Linked DNA regions of Mus musculus: region 2 is linked to region 1. A link is a contact called in public HiChIP or PLAC-seq data. All regions are on one chromosome and are shown on one strand. Each heading gives the region's core, a stretch centred on a gene start, on an enhancer-like site or on the middle of the called end of the contact. The rest is flanking DNA. Distances are from core to core; before and after follow the strand shown. Region 1 holds the start of Ppil4 (peptidylprolyl isomerase (cyclophilin)-like 4). Region 2 overlaps Sash1 (SAM and SH3 domain containing 1).

The links. HiChIP or PLAC-seq counts read pairs in DNA pulled down with a chosen protein or histone mark.
Region 2: a contact with region 1 is called in an H3K4me3 HiChIP or PLAC-seq map of stem cell-derived neural progenitor cells, with 3 times the contacts expected there. The contact joins the enhancer-like site here to the promoter of Ppil4 in region 1. A contact is called at or near these places in 5 of 39 promoter capture datasets (the HPC-7 cell line, HPC-7-derived erythroid cells, cranial neural crest and 2 more), 2 of 115 datasets of contacts at active chromatin or transcription factors (bone marrow-derived macrophages and stem cell-derived neural progenitor cells) and 1 of 9 other capture datasets (adipose tissue).

Annotation. Positions count from the first base shown.
Region 1 is chr10:7,790,580-7,794,647 of GRCm38.p6, forward strand. Ppil4 (peptidylprolyl isomerase (cyclophilin)-like 4) reads left to right here and starts at 2,315. Exons shown (of 13, transcript NM_026141.3): 1 at 2,315-2,441. The coding sequence starts at 2,372.
Region 2 is chr10:8,749,628-8,754,051 of GRCm38.p6, forward strand. It overlaps Sash1 (SAM and SH3 domain containing 1), which reads right to left. Exons shown (of 20, transcript NM_175155.4): 10 at 1,512-1,858. Among named protein-coding and RNA genes, the nearest start is that of Gm25410, 72 kb to the right of the region's middle. Within about 2 kb of position 3,039, at least 35 of the 459 cell types and tissues checked have an H3K27ac peak or open chromatin away from gene starts, as enhancers often do. A contact at or near this core is called in adipose tissue and stem cell-derived neural progenitor cells, where this site is marked.

The DNA of each region.
Region 1 (4,068 bases), core at 1,065-3,564:
GTTTGCTTTTACTCGCTACACAGTGACTATGATCTTCAACGATTATCCCGCTTCTACAACTTGAGTGCTCGGATTACAGACATGTAGTTTATACAGTACAAGAAACATTATCCTGGGTTGTATCCATGCTAGGCAGGCATTGTATAATCTGATGTACATCTCCAGTCACTTCCTGACAAAGTCCTTAGTGTACTATCTCTGAGAAACTTTAATTTTTTCTTTTTTTTATGTGTATGGGTGTTTCACCTACATGTGTGCCTGTGCACTACAAGCATGCAGTACCCTTAGAGGCTAGAGGAGGATGTGTGATCCCTTGGGAGTGGAGTTACAGATGGTTGTAAGCAGCCATGGCCATGCTAGGTGCTGAACTGGGTCCTTTGGAAGAGCAGCCAGTGCTACTATCCACAAATGCTTCTCTCCACAATCCCCCCAAATCTGTAAAAACTGTGTGAGCATGCATGGATATGGTGTGCATGTGGCGGTCAGAGGGTAGCATTTGGCGCTGGTTCTGTGGTAACATGTGGGTTCCTGGTCCACACTTAGGCTGTAGGCCTTGAGGTGGAAGTGGTTTTAGTCACTGAGCCATTTTCTCAGCCTGAGTTCAAATGCAGTCTTCTTCTCACAACATGATCACTCCTGTCCGACCTCCTTGGCTTGGCTGGTATATTTGCCCTCATTGAAGGGTATCTCTCCTGAAAAGCTCTGCTGTTCCAAGAGTCTACTATGATTTTAGAAAACGTTAAGGACATTAACATCTCAGTACTGTCAATCAAAGTAAAGAACATGGACACAGGCTTTCATTTTTCTTTTAAATACCTATGGAGTTGAAATTTTTATTTTGTTGTTTATTTATTTATTTATTTATTTATCAAAACCAGATCTAAACTCTGGTACCAGAGTTTGAAACAAGGGACTGACACATGCAAGGCAAATGCTGTACTGCTATTGAATTTCTTTGAGGACAAATCTTGTTTTCTTCCAATTCAAACCAGAAAGGCTTAGTCATCCATCCAAACTATACCAATGCAAGAGATAAATAATAGTGAGAGGCAGAGAAGAGAGATGTATTCACAATGGCTTCATTGCTTACCAATGAAGCCATTCATTGATTGAACAAATCAGTCCAGTGACTTATCAACTCCTGCACAGCTATATCATCTCCATGTGTTCTAGCCCATATCCAATGATTTTCTAAACTAGAAGACGGTAACAGGTGCAGGGTTTTTGATTACACCCTTCTAAATGGGACCAGACTATAAATAAATTCATGTTTCTTTACCATCTTCTGTTTCCTAAATTCCTTGGAATATACGGAATAACACATGCGTGGTGAACACTTCTAGCCATGAAATTGCTTCAAATACTATTTTTCTTAAAAAAAAAAATGTTTACTTTTAAAAAGTCCTTTCTCCTCATCTTCCTGGATATGCCTATGATCTGTCATATCTCTGATTTTCACAAGTACACATTAAAATGACATAAAAGGGAATAATCTGCTTGATTAGAAAAGAGTATACCGGGCTGGAGAGATGGCTAACTGGTTAAGAGCACTGACTGCTCTTCTGAAGGTCCTGAGTTCAAACCCCAGCAACCACATGGTGGCTCACAACCGTCCGTAATGAGATCTGACTCCCTCTTCTGGAGTGTCTGAAGACAGCTACAGTATGCTTACATATAATAAATAAATAAATCTTAAAAAATATTTTAAAAAAGTAAAGAGTGTACTAAAACATGGAAATATGTTATCAGCATAAAAAAACCGGTAGTTTTTATTACATATCTCCAATGTAAGACTGAAGCCTTTGTATTCTAATTTGTTGCACAAAACCTCTGTGCTGTTAAGCCATGTCCAGTCCTGATCTACACACACTAGTATGATCAAAATCTACAACAACAAGAAAAACCCCAAACCAAAGCTTGTTAGTCACCTTTTCTTACAGCTTTCACCGAGCAACTGATGCCTCGGGCTTGGCGATTTTGATGGAGAGACTATGGAAACCCCAGGGCAACCTCTTCCAAAGGCAAGGGGAGGATGTGCCGCCGGCTTGGAGGTTTCTCAGCTCTCGGATGCCTCCGCTATTCCTACGGAATGGCCCTCTTGAGATACAGGTCTTTATATGGGTCACCAAGGGCGGAAGAGAGTCCTCAAACAGCCTCCACAGCCAGAAGACAGCGGGCACCAGATAACAGCTGCCGGGCCGAACGAGCCGGCCATTAGGCCGCGGGAAATCGCGCCTCCGAGGTGGGCGACGGCGCCCGCGGCTGACGCCAGAAGCCGTCGCACACGTCGTGACGTAAGACGTAGGCGCGCGCTGGTTGCGCATGCGCCTGTCATTGCCGGGGTGTTTGTTCCTGCGGAGGAGCCGGCGCCATGGCGGTTCTCTTGGAGACCACTCTGGGCGACGTGGTCATCGACTTGTACACTGAAGAGCGTCCCCGGGGTGAGACTGGAGGCCTTCGCGACCTGGCGGGGCCGTGAGCCCGCTGCCAAAGTTCCCTTTTCTTCGCTGTTTCTGGCTCGAGCTCAGTTTCATAGCAGGCCTTGGTTTTGTGTGTGTGTGTGTGTGGTGTGTAGAACTGTGGCTTGTGGGTCTGGGTGAGGTGTAGCTTTCGTGGCTATGCTTTCTTTACTCGTGAAAGGTAAAGAAAGGGTTAAATACGGTTTGACTTGACATCATTTGTCATGATGAAAGCAGGTAGGAAGTTGGCTGGTCTGCAAGGCGCCAGGGATCAGCTAGAGTTCAGGCGTCTGAATGTCCATTGAGGGAGGACGAAGCGAGCTCCAGTTTTAACTTCGAGTCCTAACAGATGGATGTGCACTTTGCTATGCAAAACAGAGAGGTGGGAAGAAGCCACATAAGAAACCTAGCCTTTTCGAAGATGAGTGTTAGATAAGGTGTACTTAGCAGTTTCTTTGGAGTTTTTCTGGTAATAGAAAGAAATCTGGCATTCTGGAACGAATTGGTATGTGAAATGAAATAGATGCCACTGACTTCCAGTCAGGCCAAATACTGGTAGGCCAGGTCCTTAGTAAGTCCTCTTTGCCATGTTGTTGGTTTGAACACTTCAGGAGCAGGATTATAGCATGGCACACTTGCCTTGGAGAGACACTAGGCTGCTGTGTGGAGAATGTATCCTTTGGGAGAATCGGGAAACTGGGAGAGATTAGCTACAATCATTGTCCTTCTCCCGTGGAATGCAGAGATTACCACAGAATGAAAGAAGGTGTGCTGCAGCACTGCACACAGGGAGTGCCTCCTGCCTGCACACCTTCTCCCATGCTCAACTGTTCCTCCCCTCCCTCACAAACCCTACACTTTCTGTTGCAGCCTTCTATATTCTTACTGTTGCCAATGCCCACACTCCTCTCCACTCCCTATCCTTCTGAGAACTTCATTTCCTGACTATATATATGTATATATATCCATGAATATATATGTGTATATATGTATGTATGTGTGTATGTATATATATATATATGTATGTGTATGTGTGTGTGTATGTGTGTATATATATATATATATATATATATATATGAAGAGCTCAACTAAAGCATGAGCTCTTCAGTGTAACACTTAGGTCAGCTACAGTTAGTCTGTTTCTTCTGTTTTGTCTGCAATGGTTTTATAAATCACAGCAGCACTCATGTTATTAGAACATGTACTTACTGTCCTGGAACTATGTGCATGATTGTCTCCTCCCAGTGATGTGCTTCAAGGAGAGCAGAAACTGTGCCTTAATATCTCCATTATCTTAAGAATCCTGGTACAAGCTGGGCAGTGGTAACACATGCCTTTAATCCTGACACTCAGGAGGCAGAAATAGGTAGGTGGGTCTCTGAGTTTAAAGGGTGAGTTCCAGGACAGCCAGGGCTACAAAGAGAGACCATGTCTTGAAGAAGAAGAAAAAGAAAAAAGCCTTGTACAGCATCTGCCCTGGTTTTCCTGGAATTCACTCTGTAGGCCAGGCAAATTCACAGAGGTCTGCATAGAAAAACCCTGTCTCAAGAAACCAAATGTGTGTGTGTAATAGTTATGTATATATAACTACTTAAATAATATAGATGGT
Region 2 (4,424 bases), core at 1,789-4,288, 960 kb after region 1:
CAGAACTCAGTTGCTTGAATTTAAATTACAGTTATACAGTTCTGGACAAGAGCATCCTATTCATGAGTGTGCAGGAACCCTGGGAAAAGGGACCCTGGAAGCCCATTCTTCTCCACAGGTTCTTTCAGATCGTTCAAAGGGGCTCTGCGCCAGCGGCCCCGGGAGGATTAAGCAAGGTGCCAGAGCGCAGCACTGCCAGCTCCGCCTCACTCAGTCCCCTTTTACATGGGCCATTGTGCAGACTCGGAGTTAGGTGGGAATCCAGGGGGAATATCTATACTTTCAAGTTCAAACTAAGTCACTCTCTGAAAGGAAAAGCTAAACTAGGCTTCCCTGATCCTTCAATATGAAAACTGAAAAACAAAAATTCATGAAACGAGCAATCGTGTAAGTAAGCCCTTTTCTTTGCTGTGCACAAGAATCTGAGTGGCAGCTGTGGAGGGCATTACTACATGCCAAGTCCTGTATTTTAAAAAGTAAAAATATTGAACTGGTTTAATTAAAATAAAAAGGCTTTAAGTGATTCTCCTCCTCCCCCCCCCCCCCCCCCCGGCCTCTCTTAGATGTAAGAACTTTCTGGCTAGCTCTACTATTAAAGAAATGTACTTAAGGATGGTGATGGCAGACTGTCTATCAGTTCATTCCTATTGTTTTCATTAATGGAAAAAAGCAGGCATCTCTTCCAGGGTTCAATGTCCTTCTGATTCGAATCAGCTTCTTTGGGGTCAAGTGACAAGATGGCCAGATATAAAGACAGCCACTTCTAGAAGTTACCCCGCACCCTGGAAGATCAACTTCAAGGTTTAGTTCCAGTTAAGAATATCATTGGCCAGAGGGCAGACAGAAATAAGAAAAATGCACCGCTATAGAAAGATGAAGGGCGAGAAATCGGAGGGTGACAGGAATGGACCCCGAAGTGGTGAGTTAGTTGAAGGAAGGCAGCTTTGTGAGAAGAGAGGCCATAACACTTGACTACACATCATGGAAATGACAAGGCCTTCCTCATGACCATCCTGGCGACTCACAGACTTCTGGTGGATTCTCAAGAGAACCCTTTTAGTACAGCGGTCCACCGTGGCAGCCCACTTCCTCTTTGCCTCCTCATCCTCCTCCAGCAAGCACCGCCTCAGGTCCTGCTTCTCCACCTTGCTCAGCGTCCTGTCCGAGGCAGGACGCACGAGCTGGGTCAGGTTCAGGTGGCTGTAGAGGCTCCGCTCCACCACGTAGGTGATATTGAACTCGCTGACTGAGGTGCGCCCTCGGCCCCTCCTGCCAGCGAAGCCGCAGCCACTGCCACCCTTGGGCTTGGGCCGTGGCAGCAGGTCACAGGTGCTGCCATTTACTCCTTTTCTGGAGGGACGCTGGCAGAGAAAAGTTCTGGAACAGGAGTAATTAGTATCCGTTTTCTTCAAGCGGATTTGCTTACGGATACTCTGAACCTCCTCCAAGGACACCAGAAAGTGGTGCCTGCGCCGATGGTTGTCATAGAAGAAAACACCATCGGTACTTACCCCGTGACTCAAAGACCCAAGACCTTTCTTCATTTCCCCCTCTGTGAGGGAGCGGGACACTTTCTGGGCCTTCTCTTCTTCTGGATAGGAGAAGAATGTCCCCATCTTCTTAGGGGGCTTAATCAGGCCCCGACTCTCTCCTTTGCTGAAGGTTTTGACCAACTTCCGGCCAGCTCCCCACGTATCCAGGCTGCTGGATGATGGAGATGGGGTGAGAGAGTCTGCATCATCTTCTGGAGGTTTCTCAGGAGAGCCATCATAGAAAAATGGCTTTTTGTGCACTCCAGAGTAGAGTGCAGATCTTTCATCTTGGACTGGGGAATTCTCAAATACATGTTCCTCTCCACCTGGAAGGGAACCAACACGAGGTCTCCTGTGAGTGACTGTCCCATACACCTTTGTCTATATCTGTAAAACACGTCATCACTCTCATGGTCAATGGTAATGTTCTCCCTGTTTGCCCTATGATCTGAACTTCTTCATAAACATGACTTGCAGGTCAATGCACACGAAACAATGAAGGTAATCAAACTACATTGTATTGTTTCAAGAAAGCTTAACATTACACATTTGTGAGGTGCCGGGCCTGACAGAGGATGGATGGCAAGTTCAAGGTCAACCTGGCTAACTTAATGAGATTCAAAATAAAAGCTTAGTGGTTTTACTGTTCATGGCGTTGAACCCAGCTTGGGAGGTGAAGGTGGAGATGAAGAGTCCAATGTCATCCCCTGCTAAATACAGTCACGGCCAGCCTAAGCTACCTGAGACGCTGACACTAAAAACCAAACCAAACCAAAAAGCCAGATGGAGGCATAGCTGAAAGGCAGGAAGGACGTATCCAGCTTTTAGCATGTGTGCAGTTTTACATCCAAACCTAGTACTACGAAACTAGAGCTGAGAAACTTGTGGTGTCTTTTATTTTCCTCCAAAACAAGTTTGTAGACCAACATCTCCCTTGACCTATTAAAAAATGCCACTTGCAGAAATCAAGGCCCATCATTATGATGTACGTTAGCACTGCACAATTGCCACCGTGGTATGTGGGTGCAGCACTCAGAAGCTAGGAACAGTCTTCCCTGTCCTGAAAGACCCTCCTTTATGTCAGCTCTGGTGGCTTTTATAGTTGGAGTGTGATGAGTGCCATATGTCAGACAATGATTTTTTTTTTTTATTGGTACATATGCCATTTAAGTGATTAAATCTCCGAGAGTTTGGGTGGGGAAAACACTATAAAGGGTTATACTTGCAAATGTGATTGACAAATGGTCTCCAGTTGCCTGGCCAAATACAAAAGGCCAGAGGAACTGAGTGACTGCAGCCAGATAGTCCCATCCACCCAGCCCCGGAGGAAACAGCAAGGGCATTTAAGGGCCTTGACACGCAGGCAGCTCACTAAGTGCTCCACTTGGGCTCCGGCTTCCAGGCCTTGACGCTCTCGCTGGGGCCAGGTATCGAGCCAAGGCCTCTGGAGCCCAGTGGAAAGGCCTGGATGTGCTGGCAGGAGAGCCAAGTTCTTTTCTGCATGTGTTATGTGAACAGATGTGAGGGAGGAATTAGGTCAAGCTGTGGGTGTAGAGCCCAACTGGCTGCATCCCTTAATTATAAGGAAACACTGGAGCCTTGAAGATCTCCACCAGCTGAGCAGGGGCGTAGGGAAAAATACAGAGCTCCCTGGGACAGAAGGTCAGCACTGTACATAAGCTGGGACAAAGGTAGCAATGGATGGTTAAGTATCAGGGAGAAAGGGAGAGGGGAAGGTGATAAAATGGCTCCCATTTCTAGAATATTCTAAAAATGGCTACCTTTTCTAATTGATGGCTATTAGTTAAGAAAGAATTGTAGCATGAAATCCTACTTAAGACCAACTCCACATTCATGTGCAGAAATGAGTGGTGAGGAAGGAAGGAAGAAGGAGAAATCAAAATGACACCAAGTCCCAAGTTCACAGAAGAATTGTCTGAGTATCTTTTGGGACAGTTTAAAGCAAGGTCCAGGGTTGGACAGGATTTAGCCAGACCACGGACAGTACTCAAATGTGAGGGCTCCTTCCTGCTTTCTCCTCCAGGTTCCTAACAAATATGGAGACTGACAGTGCTGTTTCCCAAGTAAAGATTATTCCCTGCTTCCAGAAGGAAGCAACTGGATTAAGACTGGAGGCCCAGCATAGTGGCAGAGGTACCCCAGCAGTGAATGAATACAGCTATGTTAAGTTCCTCAGGTGGAATAGATTTATGAAAAGTCTAAGCAACACAATCCCGAAAGGCTCCATGGATGCTGGTGGCCTTTGCCCACCTCTCTAAGTAGCTGTCACTCATCAGTGGTCCAAACATCTTCTGGAGTGTTTTGGGGACAGCCGTCAGGCGCTAGCTGGGACACACATGTTCCTGACATGTGCAGCCTTACCCTGGAAAGGAACTTTGAGGGGAATAGGAAATGCCTCCAAAGGGGCTGTGTCAGCCTTTGTGAGCTGGCCCCATGCAGTGTGAGCTTCACAGTCCATGTCTGAGAGGCAGCCCAGAAGCCCAGCCCCAACCTGGGCTCCATCAACACAGTACTCTTCTCCTGCCCTCTTCTGATCAAAAGGAACAGCTTCACTCTGCAGGTGTGGTGAGCCAGGGGAGCCCCACCCCACCCCCAATCCCTGTACACTATGTAACCTGCTTCACAAGGGCCTTTTTGTCTAAGCTGAGATCACAATACCCAAGGAGAAGTGAGGACATGAGACCACTTCACCCGAGGATACAGCTTTGTACAAATTCTGTTCTTCAGCCATAGCTCCAGGACCTTGGGCGTCTGGTTCCGGCTCCGAGCCGTGTCTGTCACAACACCTACTGATCTTTAGCTAATGCCCCATACAGTTACAGTGGGTGTTAAGTTAATAAAAAAGAGACAGTTGAAGCTTCTTCTTGTGCT